Linked DNA regions of Ovis aries: region 2 is linked to region 1. The links are chromatin contacts, called in public Hi-C maps. All regions are on one chromosome and are shown on one strand. Each heading gives the region's core, a stretch centred on a gene start, on an enhancer-like site or on the middle of the called end of the contact. The rest is flanking DNA. Distances are from core to core; before and after follow the strand shown.

Region 1 (2,832 bases), core at 219-2,718:
CATCTCATCTCGTCAAATCCCCAACTGAGGTGCTAAGCTGCTTCAGGTGTGTTAGGCTCTTTGGGACCCTATGGACCATAGCCTGCCAGGTTCCTCTGTCCATGGGATTCTTCAGGTGAGAATACTGGAGTGGGTTGCCATTTTCTTCTCCAGGGGATCTGCCCAACCCAGGGATCCAACCGACAGTCTCTTATGTCTCCTGCATTGGAGGGCAGGTTCTTTAATGCTAGCGCCACCTGGGAAGTCCACCCCAACTGGGTAACATAAGCTAATGACAACCAATCACAAACAGCTAACTAGACTTTAAGCTGTAGCCAACCAAACAATTTCTTTGCTTCCCACTTTCTATGTTTCCCCTGGCTCCCTTCTGCAGAGTTCTCCCCACTGGGTTGACACGGCCCTATTAGAATCGACTTTTGCTCAAATCCTCTCAATTTTTTTTTAAAAATATGCCTTCGTTTATCTTTTAACAGATCATGGCTCCAATCACCTGGAGATCAAGAGATACCTGAGCTCCTTCCTGGAGGTTTGACTCACAATAGCTCTGGAACAGGTAAGAATTAGTAATAAGATCAGCTAACACTTAGCAAGAACTTGCTTGGGTCCAGGCACGGTGCTGTGCTTTACAAGTTCAAGTTCTCAGTTTACATCTTCACAATCACCCGAGATAGTTGCTATTTAAGGACCCTATTTTATAGAGGAGGAAATTAAAGCTAAAAATGGAGGGAGGAGGGGGGTAAGCTGCCTAAAAGGTTATGTAACCTTTTGGGTCGACAGGAGATTCCATCTCAGACCCAGCAATTCCAGACCCCATCACTGTGCTACATGGCTCTTTTTTTTTTTTTTTTTGGGTGGTGGGGCTCCTGGTGATTTTGATGATCAGCTAAAAAGCCGCCCCGAGGCCCACCCCACGACACTCTTTAAAAGATGCCATCTGTTTGCAAAGTTTGACCCATCCCCCACCTAGTGTTTCTGGAAAGAACAGCTTTCTCTCTAAACCTAAGACGAGCAGCTGGACCTCTTATCTACATTCCCCAACGTTCATGCAACGCCGAGTCCGCTTCGCGAGCGTGTGGGTCTCACAGGTTGACCCAGTCTGGGAACCCAAGACACACTCCCTCTGTACACCTGGCACTTCTGGTCCCGCCCTGTTTCGCGATATCACCAATCCTAAGCCCGTTCTTCGTGATTGACGTGGCCCGAGAGCAGTTCTAATTGGCCATGGTGGTCCGCCGCTCCGCCTCCCGGACGACCCCGCCTCCCTTTCATTCTGAAAGAAAGAACCTCGGTCCCGGGAGCCCAATGAGAAGCGCCCCCACCCCAAAGGTCCCGCCTCTTTGGGCGCCGGCCCCGCCCCCAGGGCCGGGGAGATGCCCGCCTCTCGGAGCGCCGCGGCCCAATCGGAAGGCGCGCCCGTCCGGACGGACGGCAGCCAGCCCAATCCCCGGGCCTCGGGCCGCGTCGTCCCGCCCCCGCGCCGGGCCGAGCGGCGGGCGAGAGCGGGCCTCGGGGCGGCGGCGGCGGCGGACGCGGCCTGAGGGAGCGGCCGGCTGCCGCCTCGCCCGCCGCGGGGTCCATGGCCTGAGCGGCCATGTCCGGCGTGGTGCGGACCCTCAGCCGCTGCCTGCTGCCGGCCGAGGCCGGCGGGGCCCGCGAGCGCAGGGCGGGCGGCGGCGGGGCCCGCGACGCGGAGCGCGAGGCGCGGCGGCGCAGCCGGGACATCGACGCGGGGCTGGCCCGCGAGCGGCGCGCCGTGCGGCGCCTCGTCAAGATCCTGCTGCTGGGCGCGGGCGAGAGCGGCAAGTCCACCTTCCTCAAGCAGATGCGCATCATCCACGGCCGCGAGTTCGACCAGAAGGCGCTGCTCGAGTTCCGCGACACCATCTTCGACAACATCCTCAAGGTGCGCGCTCCCCGCCCGCACACCTGCGCCCAGGTGCGCGCCGGCGCGCTCCCCGGGCCTCGGCGCCCCGGCGGGGACCCCGGGCCGCTCCTGGGGCGCCGGCCGGGGGTGCGCGCCGCGTCTCCCCGACGGCCCGCGGGCCTTCGCCTCTGCTCTCCTGGGGCGGGGGGTTCGGGGGCTCTTGGAAGGGGGAAGCCGACTCCTTGTGGGGCGTCGGAGGGCCGAGGGCTTCAGAAGCGGGAGGGCCTTTCCTGGGCTCGGGGTGCCATCCTTGCCCCGCCTTCCCAGTTCAGTTCAGAAGAGCGCTGTAGACGGGGCAGGAAACCGGCCGCAAGCCTCTCCTTTTAGACTGTTTACTAGGAAAATTTCCAACATGTACAGCGTAGAGAAAAATAGCAGGAACAGTGGGTCCCCGGGCCCCTCCTCAGAACCTGAGCAGTGTCGATGGAGCCAGTGCCATCGACCTGTACCCCTCCCTGTTCCCCCCACCCCGGCGAGTTTCAAGCAAATCCCAGACATTGTATAGATTCATTAGAAAAGGTTTGTTGACAGAGCTCAAAGACAAGCATCCGGTGGTTGTGTTTGCTCTTTTTTTTTTTTTTAATGGTGTTCTATCAAACTAAAAAGTAAAAACTCCTTAATATGGTCAAATATCCAGCCTGTGTGCAGACACCCTACATTGCCACAGAACTGCTGTGTTTGTTGAGGATGTAAGTTAGATCTTGCCTTACAGTTATTAAGATACCTCTCCGGCGCTGTTTCTTCTCCAGGTGCTGCTGTCCCTTGCTTCCTTTCTGTGGATTGCTCTCTGTTTGGAGGGGGAGGGGGGCGTACAGTTGACCACTGTTCCCCTCCTGTTTTGTGCTCTGTGTGAGTTTATGCAGAAGGGCCCCGGAGGAATTCTGGAGAAAACTGATGACAAGGGGAAA
Region 2 (2,832 bases), core at 131-2,630, 72 kb after region 1:
CAGCGCCAGAAGTGGTTCCAGTGCTTCGACGGGATCACGTCCATCCTGTTCATGGTCTCGTCCAGCGAGTATGACCAGGTGCTCATGGAGGACAGGCGCACCAACCGCCTGGTGGAGTCCATGAACATCTTCGAGACCATTGTCAACAACAAGCTCTTCTTCAACGTCTCCATCATCCTGTTCCTCAACAAGACGGACCTGCTGGTGGAGAAGGTGAAGACCGTCAGCATCAAGAAGCACTTCCCGGACTTCCGGGGCGACCCGCACAGGCTGGAGGACGTGCAGCGCTTCCTGGTCCAGTGTTTCGACCGGAAGAGGCGGAACCGCAGCAAGCCCCTGTTCCACCACTTCACTACCGCCATCGACACCGAGAACATCCGCTTCGTGTTCCACGCCGTGAAGGACACCATCCTGCAGGAGAACCTGAAGGACATCATGCTGCAGTGACGGGCCGCCCTCGCCCCGCCGGCCGCGGGCCGGGCCTGCCCGCCTGCGCGAGGCCGCGACCCCGAGCCCTGGGCACCGGGCTCGCCCGCAGGAGGGGCGCGTGGACGCGGCTGCTGAGCCCTGGGGACTCGTGAGACTACTGAAAGGCCAGCGGTCACTGTGACGCTGCCGTGTGACGCCTGGACCACAGCCTTCTCTTCTCACAGAAGCCGCTCCTTTCCCGACACAGCTTAATCGGGGACTGCGTGTCTGCACGCGCGCTCTGTTTTAGTGACCGAGACGCAAACACTGGCGTCTCTGCTCTCCAACTAGTGAGCGCTTGGTGGGGCATTGCCTGGCGGGGTCCTAGGGGTTTGGAGGAGGGGAAGTGCGGGCTGAGCTCCGGGGGGCCCACCACCACCTCCCTGAGGTGCCTTTTCAGTCTCTGGTGCCAATTTTCCGAGAGGCCCCAGCCCCGGCCGTTAGGTTAGAGGTGGGGAGTGAGAGCCCGCAGGGGACTTGCCTTAATGCCCCCACACCTGTGCCTTCCTCCCGCCTGTCCTATCGGCCACGGCCCGCGGGGGAGGTGTGGGCCGGGCGCTGCCTTGAATCCCCCCTCCTCTTTGCACGGGGTGGGGGGTGGTGCCTGCTTGCCCTGTGCCCACCCCTGCCCCTCCGCAGAGCCCTCACACCAGCTGGCCTTGCAGACTGCCCTCCATCTCCCAGTCTCACACGTGTGGTCGGCTCAGGGAGCCCGCGGTCTCTGGGGGAAGCCGCGTGCCCCCTCCTCTCGGGCCCCCTGAGAGCTGGCGGCGGGGCCCGCAGCGCCTCCCTTAACACCCCAGGCTCCGCTGCCTCCCTAGACGGCAGGTTCTCATTACAGTCCCTCGCTTCCACTAACACCCACACACTCATCGGAAGCACTGTTGGCCGCGGCTGCCTCTGGGGGCCGCTGCGGAGGTTGAAGTGGCGCCGTGTGCCGTGAGCCTGACCCTCGGGGAACGTGTCTGGCTGCCCTGCCCAGGTGTCTCTCACTGTGTTTAAAAATACATTGCATTCCAAACCAGTCCCTGCCACATATGACTCTGCTCAACAGTGTCCGGTGCGCAGAGGCCTTGTCCAGCATTTAAACAAGGAAAAGGCTTCCTCCACCAGCGGCCCAGCCTGTGCCTGTGGCTGAGGGCCGCACTGCTCACGGCCTGCGTCCCAGCGGGGGTCCTGCTCCCCTTCACCAGCAGATAAGCTGATCCAGCTCATGGCAGATGCTGGCCCAGGAGGAAAGGGAGGGGCAGACGTGCTTCTGAGTCATCCTTGTTATCCAGCATTTAATGAGGAGACAGCGTGAAATCCTGTTTCTCTCTGGGCCCTCAAGATTTCCTGTCCATGTTTGCCGGGGTTTGGGCTCTTTTTGGCTGGAGAAAAGTCGCTGTTTTTGTACTGCTTCCTGTGGCTCTTTGTAAACCGAAAGGACGTGCCCGGGATCAGGGCCAGTGACCGAGGTTTAAAGGAGAAAGAACCCTCTGGATGGACTGTGTCCGGGCATCCTGAGACCCCACCGTCCTCGGGGCTCAAGCGCCCCTCGCCCACAGGTTCCCATCGCACATGTGTGTGCAGATCCTCTTCTGCCAACCTGGAAACCACCCCTCGAGCTGGCAGAGGCGGCGGCCCCGAGGGGGTGTGGCCAGCCTGTGAACGGCTTGCTGGCGAGTTGGCGCCCACCTGGTCAGGGAGCGCGGTTTGTCCTTCAGACGGTCAGTCGTGGCTGCCGGCTCACCCTCAGACCCGGGAGCGAGCTCACATTGAGTGGCCGTGACTGTGCTGATGTGTCCTGGGAGGCAGGGCACGGCCTGGCCCAGACCTGACCCACTTCCTTCCCTTCGGCCAGGAGCTGTCCTCGTGCTGAGCTGAGCGGGCGTGAGAGCACCCAGCCCTCCGTTCCAGGATCTGTGCTCGTCAGAAACGGGGACGGCTCCGCAGGCACCACTGAAACCATCCACAGCCTTTCCACACATAGTTATGGCCTCTTCTCTCCCAGCCTTAGGCCTTTGTATTGTTTTAATCTCACCGTTACCCGCGATTTGCTGTCTTTCATATTGAGATGTTGGAGCAGGAGATGGTCTTCCTCATCTATCATTGCAAAAATGTAACAATAAACTTCCTCAACTAAGACTTCCTCCTCCTCCTCCTCGTAGTCACACTGTTCACACCTAAGGACACGTGCGTTTTTTACTATGTTTTTTAACTTCAGTTTGTAGAGAAATCGTCTCAGAGATATCGCATCATAGCTTTGTAATTTATAGAGATCTCTAGACTCCTTACTCTTGTAATTTTTTTTACTTCTTTGATAAAAATGAGTCAGGTTATTTCAACTCTTAAGATCAGGAAATCATCTTGAAACAAGATCCT

The links. A called contact is a pair of places that touch in the nucleus more often than the background predicts.
Region 2: a contact with region 1 is called in a Hi-C map of hypothalamus, with 1.7 times the contacts expected there. The contact joins the enhancer-like site here to the promoter of GNA12 in region 1. A contact is called at or near these places in 3 of 16 Hi-C or Micro-C datasets (hypothalamus, muscle and tail adipose tissue).

What each region holds. Positions count from the first base shown.
Region 1 is chr24:40,927,224-40,930,055 of ARS-UI_Ramb_v3.0, forward strand. It overlaps GNA12 (G protein subunit alpha 12), which reads left to right and starts at 1,469. Exons shown (of 3, transcript XM_042240396.1): 1 at 1,469-1,903. The coding sequence starts at 1,592.
Region 2 is chr24:40,999,056-41,001,887 of ARS-UI_Ramb_v3.0, forward strand. GNA12 (G protein subunit alpha 12) reads left to right here. Exons shown (of 3, transcript XM_042240396.1): 3 at 1-2,832. The coding sequence ends at 447. Among named protein-coding and RNA genes, the nearest start is that of AMZ1, 32 kb to the right of the region's middle. Within about 2 kb of position 1,381, at least 12 of the 54 cell types and tissues checked have an H3K27ac peak or open chromatin away from gene starts, as enhancers often do. A contact at or near this core is called in hypothalamus, where this site is marked.